3 separate regions of the Mus musculus genome follow, and regions 2 and 3 are each linked to region 1. A link is a contact called in public promoter capture Hi-C data. All regions are on one chromosome and are shown on one strand. Each heading gives the region's core, a stretch centred on a gene start, on an enhancer-like site or on the middle of the called end of the contact. The rest is flanking DNA. Distances are from core to core; before and after follow the strand shown. Region 1 holds the start of Zbtb2 (zinc finger and BTB domain containing 2). Region 2 holds the start of Katna1 (katanin p60 (ATPase-containing) subunit A1). Region 3 holds the start of Lats1 (large tumor suppressor).

Region 1 (3,551 bases), core at 627-3,126:
AACACACGGAGCCCATACAGTCCCCTTAAGCTACTAAGCCACAATGGGGACTAAAAACCCAAATACCCTGCACATCTGGTGAGTCAAGCAGGCTGGCCTATGACTTCAAACTAGCTAGCAGCAAAACAGCCCAGTTCCAATCTGAGCAGCAGCTCCTATGGAGACCAAGATGCTCTAGACAACATATTGCTCCAGCAGGTCCTGAGGGAACAGGGATATGTGCTCTTAGCACAAGTCTTTAGAACCAGAGTAAGAGCTTACCACCAGGTTGTTTCTGTGAAACTGTTACAAAGTGCTGACAAACTATTCCTTAAGACTCAGAGAGATGGTATGTGGTACACCCTTATAATCTAATCCCAGCATCCCAAAGGAAATAGAATTGTGACAAGTTCCAAAGCAGCCAAGAGTTGCATAGCTTTTGACATTCTGTCTCAAAGACGTCCTTCCATCAAACCACCTTCACAAAGAACTCCACAATCTCAACTTGAAAGAACGAAGAACCTAAAAACCTTAACCATGACTCTCTCTACACAACAAATCACATTCATGTTGGTCTCTTTCTAAAGGAAATAGAGCATTCCAGTGTGAAGGACAGCACTGCTGTTTTACTGATAATGCCCTAGAACTCGCAGGTCACGGTCAGGACTCGTTTGTGGACGCAGACGTTTAAGCACTCTACAAGCCATTCATCTAGCTGATCAAAGGCTAGGAAAGTTCAAGGCAGGTATCCACGGGATCTGTTACTCACACTGGGCAACACTACAGCTACACAGATGTTTACATCCTCGAAGAAATTAGTCATCAGTAGGTGTACATACAACTGGATTGCTAAGCACACTCACTCGAGGTTTCTAGGACGCACAGTCAGTGTACAGCATTGTGCTAGGAGTCTGACTTTCAAAACCAAACGGGTTTGGCATCAAGGTCCTTACAGACTTCTGTGCTGGCAAGCCAAGTGTTAGCTGCCAGCACTTATTTACAAACAAGCGTAAAATCTAAGCTATGTAAAGTAAACCACTAACTCAAGCACGCAAAAGGGATAAAACTGTACTACCTGAAGCACAACTTCTAGCAAAAGGGAAACATAAAAGGTCAACTTTAAACCCTTAAGAAGGTTCAATCAGGGCATTCCAATTCCCCCGCCATGTTACCTGTTTCAGAATCTCCCTTTAACACACCCCACAGGATGGCAACTCTTGACTCTACTCCACTAGATCCTCAAGAGACCAAAAGTCAACCAGAGTATCGTCCTGTCCAAATGCACACAGCGCAAAGCACCACAAAGCTTAACGCGCAGGGAAGTATCCCACTCAATCCTAACGGAAACAGCTTAGCCTACAAGTCGCCTATGCAACGCAGCAAGCACCTCGACCTCGCAACACAGGACATGCAACGATAGCTACTTCTGTATGACTTTCAGCCAGCACCGATCAACAACAGCCCAACTCCGTATCTTCGGACGAATAGCTAACCCGGAGCAGTCCAAGGACAAAGGCAGAGAGAGCCAAGAGATGTCAAGCATCTCTTGACAGGAGAACGGGCATGCGTCTCCCTCTGCACCCCTGAAAAGACCGTCTGCAGCGGCAGGACTGGTCCTACCTAAACACTCTGTAAACAAGGGGGCCGGGCCGCCAGCCTCCGGGCCCGGCCGCTGAGAAGTTTCCTCGCCTCAGCTGCACATGGCTTGCAGAACTTTGGCTGGGGCCGCGAGCCCAGGCTGGGTGGAAGCCGCAGCGCCGAGCTGCAGGCGGCGGCAGCAGCGGCGGCGGCGGCGGCGACGGCGGCAGAGCAGCAGGAGGCGGAGGCGGGCGGGCAGGGGGGAGGGGAGCGGCTGGGGGGGCGGAGGGGCTCTTGCCGCCACTGCTCTCTCGCCGCCTCTCCCCCCCGGCGGGAGCCGCTCTCAGCCGCTTTGCACTAGTCGCTCCGCTCTCTCGGTCATGTGACCTTAACGTAACCGGACAGGAAAAGCCCCGCCGCCGCCGCCCGCCGCCGCGCCGGAGACACCGACCGCGGCGGCAGCAGCAAGCAGCAGCAGCAGCAGCAACGCGGGGCAGAGGCGGCGGCGGGGACAGTTAGGCCAGGCCGCCCGGCTCTGCCTCCCCTCTCACGCCCCGCCGCGGCCGCCCGCACCGGCGACAGGTAAGCGCGCACCGCCACCGCGTCCCGGGGCCCACGTGCCGCCCCCGGCCCGGGCTCCGGGAAGCAGCAGGGAGGGGCGGGAGCCGCCGGAGCTCGCAAACGGTTCCGGCAGCGGCCGTGGCAACAAAGGCGACGAATGACTCCCGGTCCCGGGGCTCCCGGCGAAGGCAGGCGGCGGGCCCTAGCGCGCGGGGCGCCGGGGCGGGGGCGGCCCCGGCGGGGCGGGGGCGGCGACGGCGCCAGGCGCCGGGGCCCTAGCCGCCTGACAAAACCATCCAGGCAGCCGGGCGGCGGCGAGTCGCGGCCGCTCCATCCGGGGCTTCGCAGGAGGGGGAGGGGACGGAAGCCGAGAGGGCGGGCGCAAGGGGAGGGGGCGCTCCGCGTTCCGGTCCTAGTCGCCGGTGTCTGCTGCCCGCCGCGGCCAAGGGCGTCCGGAGCGGGCGGCTGCCGGTGAGCGGTCCCGCGCCGGAGCCCCGCCAGGTGGGCCCATCAGGTGCGTACTCGGCCGTCGCCTCCCGCCGGGGTTGTTGTCTTCGCCGCCTCGGCGGCCAGGCCGCGAGCTGCGGAAGTGGGTTTGGGGGAGGGGAGGCAGCAGGGAGGGGGAGGGGAGGGATCCGGTCGGACCGGAGCAGGCCCGGCCTCTCTGGCGCGTCTCCCAGCTGCAGCGGCTCCTACAGCTGCTGTCGCTACTGCTACGGCTCCGCCTCCCGCTCGCGGGCGGGGGCGCGCACGCGCGCTTCCGGCCTCGGGTCTCGCGCTGTCTGAGGCTCTCGCGCGCGCTGCTCCCCTCCCCTCCCCCCTCCCGCCCCTCCACCACGCCCCTGGCGCCGGGGCCGTGGCGCCGGCCGGGGCGGTGCGCGCGCGAGGCGTAGGCGTCGGCATTGTGTTGGGCGCCGCGGGACTCGGGGCGCGGGCGCGCGGGCGCGGGCGCGGGCGCGAGCGTGCGGGGCCTAAGGGAGGGGCGAGCGAGCGAGCGAGCGGCGCGACCAGAGTGCGTTGCTCCCCCTCCCCTGGGCCCCTGGGGCGGACCCGGACGCCGCTCCGCCCGCTCCGCCCCCTCCCTTGCGGGGCGGGGCCAAGGCCTCCTGGGCGGGTCTTCGCTGCCTAGGGCTGCAGCCGGAGCGGTCGCGCCCTCCTCTGCCTGTTGGGCCAGGCTGGGAGAGTCTGTGCCGGGGAGTTAGGGGTTTGGGTTGCTGCAGGCGTTAAGCACAAGCTCCCAGACCGTTCGTTCACAGATCAGAGTGCATGCACAATTGAAAGCTGTGTAGGGTGCAAGCTTTCTGTTGCTTTTAGCTGGTAGTGGGTTATAAAGACTCCTGCAAATTAGATCCCGCAGCCGAGCAGTAAGAGGAAAAAATCTTGTGCCTGACAGGCTATTTGCTGCGAGAACTTCCCACCCAACTTCTCGAACA
Region 2 (3,551 bases), core at 688-3,187, 3.3 Mb before region 1:
GTGGTGTTGGAGGTAGTGTTGAAGGGATACAATCAACATACATGGTGTAAATACATGAAATTTTCAAAGAGTAAAAAAATATTTAAAAGAAAATAGTAGTGACTGTGTAGCAATTATGGAATTATGATAAAGACAAAAAGAAATTAGACTTTGAAATTCCTTTTTAGGTTTTGTGGAAAGAATATGGTAGGGTTATTTTTGTTTTACTTCCCAGTCACTCCAGCATCGGATCCTCTTGCCTCTGCTCTATACTGCCTTGTACACTTGTACCGTCAAGGAAAACGAGCATCAGCCGGGCAGTGGTGGCACATGCCTGTAATCCCAGCATTTGGGAGTCAGAGGCAGGCAGATTTCTGAGTTCGAGGCCAGTCCTGGTCTCCAGGACAGCCAGGGCTACACAGAGAAACCCTGTCTCGAAAAACAAAAAAACAAACCAACAAACAAAAAAAGAAAGAAAGAAAGAAAGAAAAGAAAAGAAAAGAAAAGAAAAGAAAAGAAAAGAAAAGAAAAGAGAAAAGAAAGGCAGGCAGGCATCACTGTTCTCTTGGGAGCTAATTACATAAAAAGTACTAATGATTACTAAATAAAAGCTTGAACTGGGGGAAGTGTAGCCGCCTGTAATCCCAGTACCAGGCAGAAGCAAGAGTTTCAGAAGTTCAGGCCAGTTTAGGCTACAAAGGACACTGTCTATAAATAAATAAACAAATAAGGGCTGGCAACAGTTACAAGCCTAGCCTACACGCAGTACAAGGCAGAGGCAAAAGGATCCGGAGTTAAGGACCAGCTCTGGCTACAAGAGACACTGAAGAAAGAGGAGAGGGAGAGGAGAGAGAAGAAGAGAAAGAGAAAGAGAAAGAGAAAGAGAAAGAGAAAGAGAAAGAGAGAGAGAGAGAGAGAGAGAGAGAGAGAGAGAGAGAGAGAGAGAGAAAGAGAAAGAGAAGAAAGAGAAAGAGAAAGAGAGGAAAGGAAAGAAAAGAAAGAGGAGAGGAGGGGGAGGGGAGGGGGAGGGAGAGAGGAGAGGGAGAGGAGAGGGAGAAGAGAGGGAGAAGAGAGGGAGAAGAAAAGAGAAGAGAAAAAAGAGAAAGAAGAAAGGAAAGGAAAGAAAGAAAGACAAGTTTTCGTTTGTATGCCACTGAACCCACATACTGAATGAAACAAATGCTTCCTGGGATAAATTTTCTCCACAGCGCCAAATCAAAAAAGCCAAAAGCTTTCATGAGAACACTAGGCTCTCAGATTAAGAAACTAACCCCAAGAGTGGCGTGGTTGCACACACCTTTAATCCCAGCGCCAGGAGGTAAAGGAAGGCTAGTCGGGTCTACAGAGCGAGATCCAGAACAGCCAGGGAGAGAGAGAAAGAACGTCAATATTATCACCTTTAAAAGCAACAAAAACAAAACAACAAACGCCGGTGAGGGGGCTCAGCAGGTAGAGGCATTTGCCCAGCATGCCGGGCTACCCGAGTTCAACTCTGGGACCCTCGTAAAGGCGGATGGAGGGAAGCGACCCCAGAGAGTTGTCCTCTGACCTCCACTCACGCGCCCACATCTACACCATACTCAACAATAGCAATAAATCTAAAACTAAAAACAAAGGCCAACACAAAGGAGAAACAACAGAAAGAAGTAAGCCACCAGAAAGCAGTACAACTCCAACCTAACAAACTGTACGAAAAGAAGCTGAACCCCAACCTCCAGGCTCTGGGGATTTTACAAGGCGGAAGTTTCGGGATGGGGGCGTGAAAGCTTCGAACGCGTTCCCTGGTCGGGTGTCGCGGGGGCGGAACAGGGAGCCTGGAGGCCCGAGCACTCACCTAGCGCAGCCCAGGCTACCCGCCGCAGCTCCGGGTCGGGACCAAGTTGAAATGAAACCGGGAAAGCCCCTCTTAAAAGGATAGTTCCCGCACCGGCGGGGACACGCCCCGGAAGTGCGTGCTCTACGGGCGTGCGCGCGCAGGCGGAACCTGCGGAGGGGCGTGGCCGAGCTCGGGGTGCTTCTGCGCACTGTGCGCCGCGGCTAGGAAATGGGAGTAGGCGTGGGGAAGGAAAGTAGGCGGGGCGAAGGACTTGGCAATACCCCGCCTACTTCAGTACTTACTCTGTGGACCATTATCTCTTCCCAGGGCTTCTTCACTCTGCCTTAGCAGGAGATTTACACTAAGCTGCTCTGAGGTTAGGAGGTCAGGGGCTCTCTTACAGGTGAGTGTCAGTGCTCAAGCAATTCGTTTATGACAAATCTTGCTTTAGAGCCCGGTACTTAGGATTATGAAGCCTGGGACCCATGTGTCAGGGTAACGCGAATACTCTCAAGACATGCTAAGGGGTGAGATTTTATTTCCAATTCCAGGTGATCCATCACCCTCTTCCTATATCACAAAACACAGGGCACAAACTGGTACACATACATGCATGCAGGCAAGCCACTGCATATATGAAATAATGTTTTACAGGGTTTAAAGTCTTCTAAATTTTTCACCAAAAATAGAAAATATATTTTCTGCTCTAGTAGATGTGAACGTTAGTGTCACAGAGCACAGAAAACTATAATCAGCACATCAGCAAGAATAAAAAAGACCACTTAGAGAGATATAGATCAATTACTCCAAGAGATGGATTTATAATCTATACAAATGCAAAGGCCTGTTAATTTATAAAACCGGATTATAATTTAAAAGCTTCTCAAAGGTGCAAAATGAATGTATATGGTATACTTAAATATATAGGAAATCCTAGAACCTACAGGATGAATCTGTAGTAACTAATCAGAAGTATCCGGGTGGGAGTTAGTTAGGAGTTGGGAATGATGTTCTGTAGTGGAGATGTCTTCCCAGGTGTACAGTTTTACACATGAAATGAAAGTTGTAATTTGAGTTTATGTAAATTATACCTCAGTGATGTTTTGTTGTTGTTTTTTCCTTGGATATTTTCTTTTCTTTTAAGAATTATTTATTATATGTATATGAGTACACTGTAACTGTCTTCTGACACACCAGAAGAGAGCATCAGATCCCATTACAGGTGGTTGTGAGCCACCATGTGGTTGCTGGGAATTGAACTCAAGGTCTCTGGAAGAGCAGTCGGTGCTCTTAACCGCTGAGCCATCCAGATATTTTCTTTACTTACAATTCAAATGTTATCCCCTTTCCCACCCTGGCCCCCAGGAAACCCCCTATCCCATCCTCCCTCCCCCTGCTTCTATGAGGATGTTCCTCCACCCATCCACCTACTCCCACATACCTGTTTGTTGCTGTTTCAAGACAAAGTCTCACTCTATAACCTCTCCTAGCCTGGAACTTATCACATACCCCAGGTTGACCTCAGACTCATAGTTTCTCTGCTCTTAAGAGTCCCCATTACAGCCATGGGCTTCTGTGCCTGGCGTCAGTGAAAATGTTTGAAATAGAAAGACAAACCCCCAAAAGGTGACTTACAGTGTGTGGTGGTTTGAATATGTTTGGCCCAGGAAAGTGGTACTGTTAGGAGACATAGCCTTATTGGAGTAGGTGTGGCCTTGTTGGAGGAAATGTGCCACTGTGGGGATGGGCTTTGAGA
Region 3 (3,551 bases), core at 442-2,941, 3.3 Mb before region 1:
AAAAGTCATGTAAATATCACATCTAAATGAAATTAATAATCACAGTAGGAACCTCTCAAGATTATATGTATATAGAACAAAGACTAGCATGAAAAACAGAAACTTAAATGATGAAAATAAAGCCAAATATCATACACACAGTTTAGGAGAAAAAAAAGACTTCTGTGAAGAGTCTCAAGTCATAATCAATAATCAGGCACAGAAAGAGAGCGCCTTTTCCAGCCTGTGCCACTATCTAGTTTATTGCAATAACAGCCTATAAGAGAAACACAGATTCCTCGCCTGCCTGCCTGTCTGCCTGCCTGCCTGCCTTGGAGAATCACCTCAACCATATTACCTACCTGACTACTCACTAGGTAAGAGAAAACTTTAGTTAAGGTAATAAAAACTAAAGATATCTTAGAAGAGAGTCATACCTCATGGAGAAAATTTGATTTTAAAGGACTAAAAACCTTAACATTAGCGGGGCATGGTGGCTCACAGCCCAACCCCAGAGGCGGGCAGATCTTTTTGAGTTCCAGGTCAGCATGGTCTACATATTGAGTCCCAGGCTAAGGAATACATTGTGAGACCCTGTCTTAAGAAAAGTATAATAACCTTCAATAAATAATCCATAAACTTCTGACAACCTTCATGCCAGGCATTTGGGCTAATTTCCAAACCTTGAGTGATACCATATTGTGTGAGACTGTACTTACTGCTCATCTGACTTGTAACTTCTAGTGAATACACATATTTTAAAAAGTCATATTTACAAATGGAGACAAATATTTTAACCTCGTTCCCTTAGAAAAGTGATTTTCCAACTGCATTAGTGGGAGAATTGGGATAAGTCATCGGAGAGTTATTCTTTCCTTCGCTTCGACTTTTTTCCCCAGGTACAATAAACAATCTTCCCTTACTGTCTTTCCTTCGTTTTCCAGTACTTAAAAAGCACCCGAACAAGTGACACGTCTCTCCCACCCCCTGCCACTAAGCGGTGAGCTAACAAATTGCAGCGAGCTGGAGAGGTTCCCAGGACTGCTTCAAAGGTGGACCCCGACGGGAGGCCCGCTGCGAGGCCAAAGAAGTGAGGCCGGTTTGGTGCAACCTTGCGTGAAAAAAACCACCTTTCGCTCCTCTCCCCTCTAAAGCGGGGAGGGGTGGCTGTCGTCCCGAGCCCCCGCCCGCTCTTCCCAGGCCAGCTCGCACCTCGGAGGCCTCAGTGCCCCCGGGCTCTCCCTGCGGCGCCGGGTGCGGCCAACCTCCGCTTCCCCAGGGCAGGGCTCGGCTCCGGTCAGCGCAATCAGCCCCAGTCAGGCCCAGACCCGGCCGGCTCAGCCCGCCTGGCCACCGCGGCCCCTGGACCCCCGCCAGCGGGGATGGGCGTGGGCCCGGCCGGCCACCGCCCCGCCGACAGGGACTCCCGAGGAGCGCGAGCCCCACCCGCGGCGCCGGCTCCGGACCTACCTGCAGGGGACGGTGAGGCTTCTGGACAGCCGCTGCGGGCCCGAGGGCCGGCGCCGCGGCGGCCCGGAGCCCGTCCCCCAGGGCCCCTAGCGTCGCTCCGGGTTCGGGATGGGGCAGGGCGGGGACACACGCCGGGGGGCTGCGGCCGGCCAGCGCGGCCCGACGCGGGGTCGCGAGGACCTGGCTCTCCCCTCAGCACCAGGCCATCGCTGCCGCCGCCATTTTGCCTTCCACTCCGTGTCGCCGCCGCCGCCGTCCGCCGCGGGTTTCCCGGATGTGGGCATTTCCCGGCGTCGCTTGCGCGGGGGCCGAGGACTGGGGGCTTCAGGCCGCCCCGCTGGGCCCCGGAGCTAGCGCTCCGTTTGTGGCCTCCCGACCGAGACTCGCTCGCCCGCTTCCCCGAGCCGGGGTGAGTGTGGCCCAGAGAGTGGAGTCTGTACCACCACGTTCTGGCTCCGCACGGAGACGCGGGCGCGTCGCGGCGAGCGTGGGTCGCACCAGGAAAGGGCGGTGAACGGCGCTCCGAGACCGCGGACGTCACGAGGCAAGATGTCTAGAGCTTGAATAAAACTCGAGTCTTCCAGAGCTGGGAGCGAATGTGGTTTTGGAACTAGCCAGATGGAGTGTTCTTGAAACTGGACCTGTGGATTTGCAGAGTTCGGTCCAGCGGATCTGCAGGAGAGGTCATTGTAGCCATAACGAGTAACGGGGCCGCTGTCAGAAGTTCTGTTTCTCTTGAAATTGAATCTGCTGTTCGGGATGCATCACTGACTTTGGTCTTTTAATGCATTGTTCTCTTTTGCGGGGGATTAGGTCCACGTAGAGGATCTCTAGGCCGCAGCGTGTGTGCCAAAACTCCCATTCTCCTACCCCACTCCACCTTTCCTAGTGCTGAGAATCTAAATGGTGCCAACCAACACTGGGCTGTCTATCACCTGTAAATATGAACACAGTCCCCAGTTTTGCTGGTAGGTAATACATGCAATTATTTTTTTTTTCAGATACTCTATTTTGTGTTAGACCAAAAAAGTAAAAACGTTGACATCCCAGTGTAACCAGGAATTGAACCATGCTATGCCAGTGCTCTACCACTGAGCTATATCCTCAGAACATTTTATAGTTTTCATTGAGACTGGGCCTCACTGTTATCCGGACTGGCTTTGAACTTGTGATCCTTCAGCCTCAGTCTTAAAGGTAGCTGAGATAACAAGCCTGCTCCATGAAGCCCAGTTCTGCTTTTTTCTGAGGTACTGTATCCAAAAGTTCAACTATGAAAACCTCAGATGGTCAAATTTAGATGACAAGGGAATATTTTAATGTAGTCGCTGCCACTGCTTTAGCTCTGTCGTCATAGTAAAAATCCCTAATGTGGCTTCAGCCCCACTATGCTGTTGGGATCGTCCTACAAATCAAGGTCCCTACCTTGTGCTTTGGTAGGTAGGTACAATTTTAAGACGTGTAATTCAATGGACTATGTCTGCTAATTTGAACCATTAAAAATATTTTAAGCACAGAGAGCTGGAGCTGCTTCTTGAGAGGGCTAAGTCACCGCACAAGCCAGGGTGCAGTGAAAAGACCCTTGGGAAAGAAGCAGAGGAGCGGAGGCCAGGCCAGGCCAGGGCCTAAACTCAGGCCTCCAACCTGGAGCTAAGTCTGGGAGAGCACCAGCATTACCAACTTTGCAATGATGAGATGCAGTTATTGTGTAATACTTCCAACTTTTAAAAATCAGAATTACCTTTGGGACACTTTTTATATTAGGTCATTCTTTTTTAGATGTTAGAAAACTATCTAGAATGTATATTGTTCACAAGCATTGATGTGAAAACATTTGTTTTTGGAAATAAATGCATTGAAGGATGCATTGAAAAGCTGGGGAATCTTGGCATATGATCTAGGTAGTTTTCAAGAGGCAAAGCCAACATTTGCCATCTTTGAAATAGCTGAACCTCATATCGCCCTGTGTGCACAGCATCCTACCATATACCTGTTTCCTGTTGGCTAGTTTTGTGTTTGAATGTGTGTGCCACGGGTGCCTGGTGCCTCCGAAGGGCAAAGGAGGATGTCAGATCCCCAGGAACTAGAGGTACAGATGGCTGAGT

What was found. Promoter capture Hi-C pulls out the DNA fragments that hold promoters and counts their contacts.
Region 2: a promoter capture Hi-C map of pre-B cells shows a contact between it and region 1. The contact joins the promoter of Katna1 here to the promoter of Zbtb2 in region 1.
Region 3: a contact with region 1 is called in a promoter capture Hi-C map of cranial neural crest. The contact joins the promoter of Lats1 here to the promoter of Zbtb2 in region 1. A contact is called at or near these places in 1 of 39 promoter capture datasets (cranial neural crest) and 1 of 484 Hi-C or Micro-C datasets (CD4 T cells).

What each region holds. Positions count from the first base shown.
Region 1 is chr10:4,386,433-4,389,983 of GRCm38.p6, reverse strand. Zbtb2 (zinc finger and BTB domain containing 2) reads left to right here and starts at 1,876. Exons shown (of 3, transcript NM_001033466.3): 1 at 1,876-2,139.
Region 2 is chr10:7,724,386-7,727,936 of GRCm38.p6, reverse strand. Katna1 (katanin p60 (ATPase-containing) subunit A1) reads right to left here and starts at 1,937. Exons shown (of 11, transcript NM_011835.2): 1 at 1,814-1,937.
Region 3 is chr10:7,679,349-7,682,899 of GRCm38.p6, reverse strand. Lats1 (large tumor suppressor) reads right to left here and starts at 1,691. Exons shown (of 8, transcript NM_010690.1): 1 at 1,450-1,691. It also overlaps a transcript of Pcmt1 not described here.